2 separate regions of the Sus scrofa genome follow, and region 2 is linked to region 1. A link is a contact called in public Hi-C data. All regions are on one chromosome and are shown on one strand. Each heading gives the region's core, a stretch centred on a gene start, on an enhancer-like site or on the middle of the called end of the contact. The rest is flanking DNA. Distances are from core to core; before and after follow the strand shown. Region 1 holds the start of TCF25 (transcription factor 25). Region 2 holds the start of SPATA2L (spermatogenesis associated 2 like).

What was found. A called contact is a pair of places that touch in the nucleus more often than the background predicts.
Region 2: a Hi-C map of liver shows a contact between it and region 1, with 3 times the contacts expected there. The contact joins the promoter of SPATA2L here to the promoter of TCF25 in region 1. A contact is called at or near these places in 1 of 5 promoter capture datasets (liver), 4 of 47 Hi-C or Micro-C datasets (alveolar macrophages, heart right ventricle, liver and 1 more) and 1 of 2 datasets of contacts at active chromatin or transcription factors (alveolar macrophages).

Annotation. Positions count from the first base shown.
Region 1 is chr6:206,842-212,540 of Sscrofa11.1, reverse strand. It overlaps TCF25 (transcription factor 25), which reads left to right and starts at 3,700. Exons shown (of 18, transcript XM_021097023.1): 1 at 3,700-4,027. The coding sequence starts at 3,836. It overlaps SPIRE2 (protein spire homolog 2), which reads left to right. Exons shown (of 15, transcript XM_021097006.1): 15 at 116-1,061. The coding sequence ends at 335.
Region 2 is chr6:325,878-331,482 of Sscrofa11.1, reverse strand. It overlaps SPATA2L (spermatogenesis associated 2 like), which reads right to left and starts at 2,949. Exons shown (of 3, transcript NM_001177918.1): 1 at 2,647-2,949; 2 at 572-1,092; 3 at 149-569. The coding sequence starts at 2,949. The coding sequence ends at 149.

The sequences.
Region 1 (5,699 bases), core at 2,451-4,950:
GCGTGGTCCGAGCCCAGGACCCAAGCTCCTCCCAAGGCCCTGCGCCGCCAGCCAGCGTGCGCGAGGGGGGCTGGGGAGACGCGGGCGCGCCCCCGATGGCCTTGTCCCGCCCCAGGTCCCTGCAGGGGCCGCAGTGGCGGAGCGTGGAGGAGGAGTTCCCGCACATCTACGCCCACGGCTGCGTCCTGAAGGAGGTCTGCAGAGACTGCACCAGCTTCGTGGCGGACGTGGTGCGCTCCAGCCGCAAGAGTGTGGACGCGCTCAACACGCCCCGCCGCGCCCGCCAGACCCAGTCCCTCTACATCCCGAACACCTGGACGCTCGACCTCAAGTGAGGGTCTCCGGCCCCCGGGCCACCTGGCCAGATGCTTCTCACGGTGCCCCCAGGTGGCCGTGCCGCCGGGGAGGGGCTGGGCTGGTCCTGGACCAGGCTGAGAAGTGCCTTTCCCGGGAAGACCCGCCGGGGCGCCCTGCGGAGCGAGCATGTACATATATACATAGATTCATCCGCGGGACTCTTGCACTCACAGCCTCTATATTTATACTCATGATTCCTGGCCCGAGTTCATTGGGGTCAGGCTCACTGCAGGACCCTCCCTGGGGGAGGACGTTTCCTCTCAGGATTCCTTGGGTGGGGCGGGAGCGGGGCGGGGCAGGTGGGGTACTGCCGCGGCTCAGGGAAGGCCTCTTCTCCCTCGGATGAGAGCGGGGCAGTGTCCCGTCCCGGGTGATGCTCGGCTGGGGTGGCTCCTTGGTCCCCTGTGCTTAGCAGGCCAGGGGCTGCAGAGGCACTGGGAAGCCGCGGAGGGGCCGAGATGCTCCTGTTGGGCGTGTCACCCTCCGACTGGCAGGTCGACAGCCAAGCTCGCGTGCTGCCCCTGCCTGGCATCCACAGCCTGGCCATCTGCCCCATAGCTGGTGTCGCCGGCCTCACGGAGGTGGCGGAAGGTGCTGGCCTGAGAGCCCTGCCAATGCTCTGTGGTCCCAGTAGGGGAAGCCACTCTGTAAACTGTACAAACGGCCACTCGTGGCCTAATAAAGGCGGTCTCATGGTCTCCTGACTGGGGTGTGAACTGAGAACCGTCTGGTCTGTGCTCCAAGGGGGGACACTGGGCTCTGTGGGGCCACCTGTCCTCTGCTGCCATCACGACATTCCACCAGAGTGCCCACTCTGTGACCTGCCATCTTGGTCTTACTGCCAGCAGGGCTGCCTGTCGTCTGCCAGTTTGGGAGACCTCCGGCCTTGCCCGTCCGGATCCCTGCTCCTGTTCTCCAGGCAGATGACGCCGTCCAGGCTCGCGGGGTTGGGAACGTGTGGGTGCTCCGCCTGTGCACATGTGCCTGGAGGGAGCTTCTGCTGTCACCCCAGCTTACTCTGAGGAAACCAAGGCTCAAAGAGATCAGGAAACTTAACCAAAGACACACAGCCACCCATGATCTTCAGCCAGGCCTGTCCGATGCCAGGCTCTAATGCCTGGCCCACAGATACGGGCTCAGAGAAGACCACAGGGGACAGAATTTATGGGCCTTTCATCAACTGGGGTCCAGGACACTCAATTACACAAAATTAGAGGGATCCATAAAAAGAGCCCATTCCCCGCACTGGTTTTGATCACGTCATAGGCAGGGAGTATTATTCTCATTTTAGTGAGAAAGTTGGTACAGAGAGAGTAAAGAATGGCCCCTGGTCACACAGCCAGCGACGAGAAAGCACCTCCACGGGCAGACAATCCCACCAGTGAGGAAACAGACCAGGTGGCCCGTGGAGGCCCGCACTCCCAGCAGAGGGAGACCCGGGTTCTCGTCCTCACAAGAACACTTAGAAATGAAAGCCCATCCTAGGTGAGCAGGAGGGAGGGTCTGGTGTTCCCGCTGCTCCCGTCGGTCCCGGGGGCTGGGGGCTCACCTCCGCTGATCCCAGGGGCAGAAAGCTGTGGTGTCTGCCCTGGGAGGCCTCCCCGCCCCTGATTTATTTTTTATTTTTTTGTCTTTTGTCTTTTTTTTTTGTCTTTTTGCTGTTGTTGTTGCTATTTCTTTGGGCCGCTCCCGCGGCATATGGAGGTTCCCAGGCTAGGGGTTGAATCGGAGCTGTAGCCACCGGCCTACGCCAGAGCCACAGCAACGCGGGATCCGAGCCGCGTCTGCAACCTACACCACAGCTCACGGCAACGCCGGATCGTTAACCCACTGAGCCAGGGCAGGGACCGAACCCGCAACCTCATGGTTCCTAGTCGGATTCGCTAACCACTGCGCCACGACGGGAACTCCTATTTATTTTTTTTATAACAAATTTTATTTATTTATTTTTCCACGATACAGCATGGGGACCAAGTTACACATATATGTATACATGCTTTTTCCGTCCATTGTTGTGCTGCGCCCTCCCCTAATTTAGATCATGAGAGACAGAGGCCACTTACCCTGCAAGTGTTTACAACCAAACTTCCCTTGCTGAGGACCAGGCCTTGGAAAGTACAGGGAGAGACAGTGTTCAGAGCTGCCTGTTCGGGTAAGGTACTGCTCGAAGCCTCATGGCCACCGACCCACAGGAGCCAGGCAGGAGCAGTTCTGCGTGGGATGGCCGGCCCACGTTCCCAGCACAGGCGAGGCAACATGCCTGCATAAGCTGTTCGCTCCGGGGGCCAGCGATGACACAAGATCTAGTGGACATGGCTGGCCCTGCATGCTCGGAATTCTCTGGAGGGCAGTGCCCCGGAGGTCCTGTCTGAGCTGAGCCCAACTCTCAGTAGCTGGGTTGGAGGGTGGGGCAGGGGGTTGAGGCAGCAGCCTGTGCCAGTCAGTGCGATCCCAGGGCCTAGTACTTGCAGGTAACCCAACCCGCCTTGCTTCTCGGTCTCCGTCGGCAGACTTCCTCATCTGAACTCCGGAGCCACAGACACAAATGCAGATCCAGATTCTACCTGAGCCAGTTCCTTATTCTCTTAAGTCTTTATCTGTAAAAGGGGCAGGGTGGGGAGTGATATCTACCTTCCAGGAGGAGGTAAGAACTCAGTCTAGGGCCTGGCTTGGGCGCCACACTGAGTCAACCCCAGCTCAGTGCCAATTACCCACGCCAAACCACCTTAGCCTGGCACTTGCACCTCTGCAGTGCAGGGCTTCTCAAATCTGCCTGCGCATTCTACTCTCCTGAAGATAAAGAGAAAATCAATGCCAGGCCCCACCTCGGAATTTCTAGGGATTGGGCCCCTGATCATCACCGTTAGGACACACCGTAAGCGTGGCAAGCCTCCACCTCAGACCAAGGATCCCCACACCCAGTATACAGGAGAATCACCTGGGACGCAAGCAAAAAGCAGACTCCCAGGGCAGACCCGGGGTCTCCCGGGGAGGGGGTGACCCGATCCGCTGCTTGGGAAGCTCCTGCGTTTCGGAGGGCCGACTTCTCACAAGCACAGCATCGTCTGGCCGCCGGCCGTGGAGGCGACCTACCGGGACTGGGTCCCCCGGGCTTCCCGCTGCAGCCCGAGCCTCCCCACCTCGACAGCACCACCTCGCCGCCTAGAGCAGAGGCCTGAGGATCTGAGCCTGCGCGCCCCCGGTTCGCCCCGCCCGGTCCCGATGTGCGTCGCGGGCGCGCCTCCAGAACAGGAAACAGAGGCCGGCGGACCCGCCCATTCTCGCGAGAACTCGTCCGGAAGCGTACGCACCTTCTTTGATGATACCGACGACTGGGCGGGACTTCGGGAGAGCGGCACCGCGCAGACGCGACGCGCCAGCCTCGCGCCACCGCGCTGTAAGTGCGCAGGCGCGCCGGCCGCTCTCTTTTCTGCTCTTCCTTCTGCCGGTCTCCAGACGTCAGCGGCTGTTGGGTCCTATGTCGCGCCGGGCCCTCCGGAGGCTGAGGGGGGAACAGCGCGGCCAGGAGCCCCTTGGGCCCGGCGCCCTGCAGTTTGTCCTCCATGATGACGATGATGCAGAAGAAGAATGCCCACAGCAGGGGCCAGGTGGCCGGCGTGCCCGGGGCACAGGGAAGGAGGGCGTCCGCGTCAACAACCGGTTCGAGCTGGTGAGCAGCAGGGCTACCGGGGCTGGGGGCAGCGGGTGGGGGCGGCCTGCGAGGTGGCGGGTCCGTGACGTCACGGGGCGGGGCGGCGGGGTCGGAGCTGCAGTGGGGAGGGCGGGGCCAAGGGGGTGGGCGGTGGCCTGAGCCCACGGGGCGGTGCTACGTTGGGTTTGGGCTGCGGTGAGGGGCGGGGCCATAGCGTCCATGGGCGGGGTTAGTGGGTCCCCGCTGCGGCGGAGTGGGTGTGGCCGGCTCTGGGGGCGGGACCGCAGCGCGGTGGGCGGGGTCTCGGGGCTCCAACCTGGATTTCAGGGTTAAGTGCCTCCGAAGCCGAGTCATCGCAGGGCCTTCACGAACGTTCTCATCTTTTCCACACACCCCAGGGCTCATTGTCTGGCTCTGGGTCATCTCTGCGTCCCCCCCGGCAGGTGTCTGGCCCAGAGAAACGACACAGTAGATGGGAATTAAGTAACAACAACCGGGGTCTCCTTGTCGCCGGCCTCATTCTCTACTTTTGCACGTCTGTGCGGAGCGCCTGCTGCCCTGACCGCCCTGTGCAGCAGGGATGCCTGTTCCGCTGGCCTTATGTCCCCAGCACCTCGTGCCCACCCACGTAGGGACTCCACAGCTGTTGCTGCGTGTTTGAAGGCGTAGCAGTAGTTTTGAAGACCATAGAGCAACCAGCCATGCTTGTCAGCTCCTTCTTGGTCTGGCTACTGCTCCCAACTTTACCGAAAGTTGCCAAGTTACGGGCCCCTCCTGAGACAGTGGGGCGCGCGGGCTGCCAGTCTGGGCGTTGGGTGTAGAAATTGCTGCTCCTGTTCCTCTTGGGTAAGAGCCTGACCTTGTCGTTCTGGTGAAGGGGGGACTCCGTTGTTCTTCGGGTCCTCCTGACTCTTCGTTCGCCTCCTCGGAGCCTTCTTGCTTGCCCGTTTCTTGTCACCTCTTTCTTTTTAACTTTTGTATCATGGGAAGTTTCAGATATACACAGAGACGTACGGGTAACCCTCAGAGGTGCCCCTCAGCCTCCACAGTTGTTTTCCCAGCGCTTCCATCCCATCCTGCATCCTTAAGTTTTCTGTCGACTTTGGTTTTTTTTTTTTTTAATTAATTAATTTATTTATTTATTTTATTTATTTTTTTGCCCGTTCCGGGGCTGCTCCCACAGCATATGGAGGTTCCCAGGTTAGGGGTCCAGTCGGAGCTGTAGCCGCCGGCCTATACCACAGCCACGCAGGATCTGAGCCGCGTCTGCGACCTACACCACAGCTCACGGCAACACCGGATCCTTAACCTACTGAGCAAGGCCAGGGATTGAACCCGCAACCTCATGGTTCCTAGTCGGATTCATTAACCACTGCGCCATGACAGGAACTCCTTCTGTTGCTGTTCTGACCTCTGAAAGCACCGCCAGCTCCCTTCTTCCTTCCATCCCTCTGTGCACAGGGTGTGATGGGCTCGTGCTCCAGTCGGCTGTGTCCTGGACCTCCTGTCAGGGCTGTTTTCCCCTTATTCCAGATCCTCCAGGTTTTGTGTCAAATAGCCGTCACTGGAGGACATTTACGCGCGCAGGCTCTGCTGCTCTGTCTTGTTCGTCAGTCGGGCAGGTCATTGTCCCCATTGTACAAGCGCGACAGCAAGTGCCACCTGCAGTGACACCTGCTGCTCGATGGGA
Region 2 (5,605 bases), core at 1,700-4,199, 120 kb before region 1:
GGAGGGCAGACCCACCCCTGCCCGCAGGACTCCTCGGGGGGCAGGGGGGGCAGGGTGGCCAGTGGCCGAGGCCTGAGGAGGGACGAGGCCCAGAAGAGCACCACAGAAAGTGTCTCCAGAAAGCCCTTGGCCCAGGGCCTGGCTGGGCCTACGGCTGGGCCCCAGGGCCTTCGTAGAGCAGGGCATCCACCTGTGCCCTCTGCAGCCACAGGCGCCGCTGGCTGTTCCCCCGCAGGACGTGCAGCACGTGGCCTGGGCGGCAGGCGGGCAGGGCGGGGCAGTGGGCAGCGTGCAGCTGGCGACAGGTGTCACAGCAGAGGGTGGGCAGGGCACCAGGGGCCAGGCAGCTGTGGGCCTGGTAGCCCAGGGGCTCGGGGACCGGCCCATGCACACGCGGGGGGCTGGCCCGCTCGGGGCTGCCGGGAGCTTGGGGAGCAGCCAGGTCTCCCGGCTGACTCAGCAGCTCCCGGCGCAGGGAGAGGAAGGAGAAGGCCTCGGGCTCGGATTCCAGCTCCTCCTCCGAGGCCTCGTACGGCGGGCTGCTGGCCTCCACCGGCCCCCAGGCCCCGCCCCCGACCCCCACAGTTGGGCGCTCTGCTCCCAGAACAGAGGCCGGCAGGCCAGCTCCGAGGCGGCGGGCGAGTCCGGGCCTGGCGAGGGCCCGCCGTACAGGCTGGCCTCGTCCGAGCCCTCGTCCTCCTGCAGGTCCCGGTACAGGTCCAGCCGGGCCCGGCACACGGCCGGGGAGCCCCGAGGGGGCAAGGGCGGCGGCTCTTCCTCCCGCGCCAGGCGCTGCTGCAGCCAGGCCACGCAGGAGGCCACGTCGGCGCTGGCCCGCCGTGCCTGCAGCAGCACCTCGGCCGGAAGCACGCTGGTGCCCAGCTGCGCCAGCACCTCGCCCAGGATCTCGCACTCCAGGCGCAGGGCGAAGCAGCCCAGGGCCACTTGCACCAGCTGGCGGGCGGGGGGCGGGGCGGCCACCATGAGGCGGTGGGCGTCCCTGCGCACGTAGCCCATCTTCCGGAAGCTCTGGATGAGGAGGTCCTCCGAGAGCGCGCCCCTCAGCACGTGCACGTAGCCCCCGGAAAAGGTCTGCAAGGAAGGGGGCAGGTCAGCAGCAGCCCGTCTTCCCGCAGACCTGGGCAGCCTCAGGCCCCAGGTGGTCAGGCCGGCCCGGGCCGCGCTGCACTGACGCTCCCTCCAGAGGAACTTTGTGGGCAGGTGCCCAGGTCCACCCCCAGGCGCTCTGATCCCGTGGGCTAAGGCAAGCCCACGAATCTCAATTCTGAAAAGATCTACCAGACTTCACCTGGGGCATAGATCCTGCCTTCTGGGTCCCCTCCACCCCCTCACCGGTGGGGGTTTGCCGTTCTAATCAGTTTCCTGTGTACCTGCTGAGTTCTGGTTGGGCAAACACACAGAAACATCCGTGCTGTGTGCTCCTCTGACCAGGCAGCCTCCTAAACACCTTCTCAACTGGGATCATTGATTTCTAAGCGCTTCCCGCACCAGGACAGAGGGCGAGCCGTTGACGTCACACCGAGGGGACCTGGAGTTGTCGCAGCTCTGGGCTGCAAGGGAACTCGGAGGGTTCCTAGGATGGTGATGGCAGTTCGTCTGCAGCTCTTGACTCTGGGACCCCTGCTCCTCAGCTTGCAGCTTATGACAGACCTCCAATGGGGCACGCCGTGCAGGTGTGCTCAGGGCTGTGCCCTCGCCCCACACTCTTGTGTCCGTTCCGCAGAGGAAGAAGTGGATTCGGCACGATTAGGTAACTCGCCCCACACCACACAGGCGGGAGGAGGCAGAACCAGACCCCATCGAGGTCTGCCCAGCACTGAAGCCCATGAGCACCTCAAGGCAGGCCTGTCTGTCCGGTTCTGCCCTTGGCCCCCTTGGGGGCTGGATCCTGCCCTCTGGTCTTGACTGAACCTCAGACCAGCATGGGTCCCCCAGTGGAGCAGTGGGCTCCAGAGCTCACCTTCCAGAGAGAGGCTGCTGCCGCTGCCATGGCAACAGGCGGAGGCAGGCGCCCACGGGCCCAGTGACATCATTAACTTCCTCCTCTTCCCAGTTAGCTCAGAGGCGCAGGGCAGCCTGCTGCCTCCTGCCAGTGTGCAGCTCGCCTAGAGGGGCCATGCTGGCCCTGGGCTCAGCCTCCACCAGGGCCAGGGGTGAACTAGGTTCTTGTTTAGTGGGCACCCCTAGGGCGTGCAGGGGCACCTCCACCCAGCCCCGGCCTGCCTCAGAGAACAGGTTCTCTTTCCATGTTTTGTACAAATGGGCTCCGTCCATGTCGCAGAGGGGTTGAGGTGACCTGGACCCTCAAGTCCCTCCCATGTGCCTGTCCTAGGGTTTCTGTGCCAACCGGGGCCACAAGGTCACCTTGGGGAGGACAGCAATGCAAGCTTTAAGGAGCAGGAGGCCCCCAGAAGGCAAGTACCCTGGCAGTGATCTCCACACACCATGCTCTCAGCCCTAGGAGTGACTCAGCCAAGAAACGCTCCAGCAAGCCCAGGACCCTCAGCGCACGGAGTCCTCTGCGGACACCCTGAAGTCCCTCAGCCCTGACGGCAGCCGCCCTCCTGATAGTGGCCAGCCCCCAGCAGCCTTGGCATGGGACCCGCACAAGGCCTGGCGCCCTACCTTGATGGTGGTAAACTCCTTTCTCCAGGGCAGCAGATACAGGTGCACGGCGGCCAGCTCCAGCAGCTCGAAGGCGCGGGCAAGGCCGCGCAGGGCGGGGGCCAGGTCGGCGCGGCCCCACAGGCCATCGGTGAGCAGAGCCAGCGCGTCATCCTGCAGCGCCCCGTGCAAGTCGAAGTCTTCCACCAGGATCTGCCAGAGCACGGCGCGCAGCGACGGGTCCCCGCACACGCCCGCGCGGCCGCGCCGCAGTTCACGCTCCAGACACAGGCGATAGTCCTCGGACAGCGAGCTGCTGCCCATCCTGGCGGGTAGGAATAGGCTGTCAAGAACCAGAGGCCCCTCCCTTCCCGCTGTGCGCCCCCAGAGCCCCCGTCTGCATCTGCAGGTCCCCCTCCAGCCTGGAGACGGTGTCACCGCCAGCTGTGCGTCCCTGGTATCTGCAGCATCTCCTTCCCTGGAGACCTGTGCCAGGAGAGGCTCCCCTCCCTAGCAGAGACCACTTCTCACCCACCAGATCGTGCTGTGGGCCCCGCGGGCGATCGTGTTACCTGTCTGTCCCCAGCGGTCCCCCAGTGCCGGCCGCTCAGTTCGGGCCTCTCCAGCAGCAACGCGCTTCCGCCGGGGACGGCCCTGCCCATCGGCCTGGGCCGTGACGTTTTGGGCGGGGTCTCTTCGGCTACCGCCCCTTCGGCCAAAGCGGACGGGGAGGGGCCTGGTGCGGGCCCGGGATCACCGGCTGGGTGCACCTGTACCTGCGGCAGCCCCGCGTCGCCCGTGTCCCCACCGGGCGCTCCCACCGGGCGCTCCCACCGGGGCGCTCTTCTTCCGCGGACGCAGACCTCAGGAGCTGGGCCCCTAGGCGCGCCAAGCCGCGGAGGAAGCAGGTGCTCGCGAGTGTAGGGGCGTCTCAAGCTCCCGCCGGGCGGGAGGCAGGGGGCGGGGCGAGGGGCGGGGCTACCAGATGGGGCGGGGCCTTCCGCTTCGCCTAACGAGGACTGGCCAGATAAGCAAGGGGCGGAACCTGTGCTGGGGCGGGGCCGGCGCTGCAGGTGGGCGTGACCTGCGTCTTGGTTGCGTTTGACTCCGTAACCTCAGGGTGGGTGGGCGGCCTGGGAGTCTTTCTGTGGCTTCTGGTTTCCTACGGCCGGCACAGCCCCGGTCCCCGAGAGCATCTTGGCGGGGGACGGGGGGAGGGGGGTCTTTGAGGCGGTGTGAAGGCGCCTTCCTCCCTAGGTCAGAGTCACTGCCAGGCACCCCACCCACGGTCGCCCAAGCTGACCAGGGCTGTGGATCTCCCAGGCCTAATCTGGGCCACAGCTTCCAAGGGACGTTTTAATGTCCGTGCTTTCGTTTCTTCTGCTCAGCTCAGCGTTAAGGCCTCTTGGGTGGAGGAGGATTTAGCCATCGGGGAGGTCCCTGCTCAGGGCAAGGAGGGTCTTGTTTTCGGCGTCCCTGCCTGGGTCCTTACCTCTCCAGGCCACTTTGTAGAGATGGACTCCGACTGCAGGAAGATGTCTCTTAACAGTTTTCACCTGGTAGCGCATCGCCCGCTGGCCTGCAGCGACCTCAAAGGCCGGACTTGTAGAAAAGGTGTGCAACTAAGCCGGGAGTCTCTGCGTCTTGTGCTGAGGCCGCTCAAGGTGGAAGTCTTTCACTTGCTGTTTCCTCAACCCACGGCCCACCCTGGGGCCACATCAACGCTGAGGGGACAGCTTATCTTCCCGCACCTCCAGCTGCAGCCATCAGCGCTTGTGTGGACAACAGCTGAGCTGGCCACGCTCCTCGGCCTGGTCTCGGGCAGATGCAGGGCCTCTGCAATGAGCGGAAGTGCCTTTGGCCGCGGCCGTAGCGCCCTCCGCCAGCAGAGGCGCTCGTGCCATGTGGACCTCGCCCCGCTGTTCTCCTCAGTGTGAAGGGCTGTGTGTCCGCCTCCAGGTCCGCGCGGTGCTCTGCTCTGTACTCCGCTCTCCTTCTTGGCTTTGCACTCACTGTCGTGTCTTGCCGCGTGTGGCTCCAGGCGTTTGCACCTAACCCGTGTGCTCCTCCAGGGAGCACGGCTCTGCCTCAGGGTGACCCTTGCCCTGGGGCAGGTCTTTGCACTGTCCTCCACCCACAAGGAAAGTGACATTGTGTGGCTTCCCAGGTCAAGTCATAAAAGTGCATTGTCCTGAGATGTCCACTCTTGGAACGTAGCCCCCGGACGGCGAAGAAGCCAGAGACTGCAGGGACTGGGAAGCTGGAAGAGGCAGGGAAGGGCCCCGTCCTTGGCCCGGGGCTGCCTGGCACAGCCGTGCTGACACCTTGATTTCAGACCTCAGAACCTGAGAGCACGTTTCTAAGCTCCGCAGTGAGTGGTCTTTTCTTGCTGCAGCAGCTGGTTACAGGAAGCTGGTGTGGGCCTCCGCCGTGTTCTGCCAGCCCCAAGGTCCTTGCTGATTGTCCAGGCGACCCCAACCCCTCGACATCGGGTCGCCCCACCCGGGCAGCTAAGCTAGCGGATGCTGGGCTGGGCCAGAGGCATGAGGGCCCCACTGAACCCTGCAGAAGCGGAAGTCTCATGAGCGCAGTAGACGGCTGCTAGGTGTTTAAGCAAGACGGCTGCTAGGTGTTTAAGCCGGGGAGTGATCTGGTTTGTCACTTGGCAGTGGGGGGGTGGGCGCCACTTGCCTCAACTCCAGCTGTGTGCAGGTACTCCGTGATCTTGGGAGCAGAGCTGCTGGGTTGGCGGGTCAGGGGATACTGCTGCGCTGCGTGCGAGGCTCCGGCTGCTACACTGCCCTGCTCTGCATGGTCCAGTTTCCTCCCTCTTCCCAGTTCAAAGCACAGGATGTTCAGTCTTGTGCTGTCCTAATTTGCATTTCTTGATCTTTTTTTTTCTTGTTTGCTTTTGAGGGCCACACCTATGGCATATGGAGGGTCCCAGGCTAGGGGTCAAATCGGAGCCATAGCTGCCAGC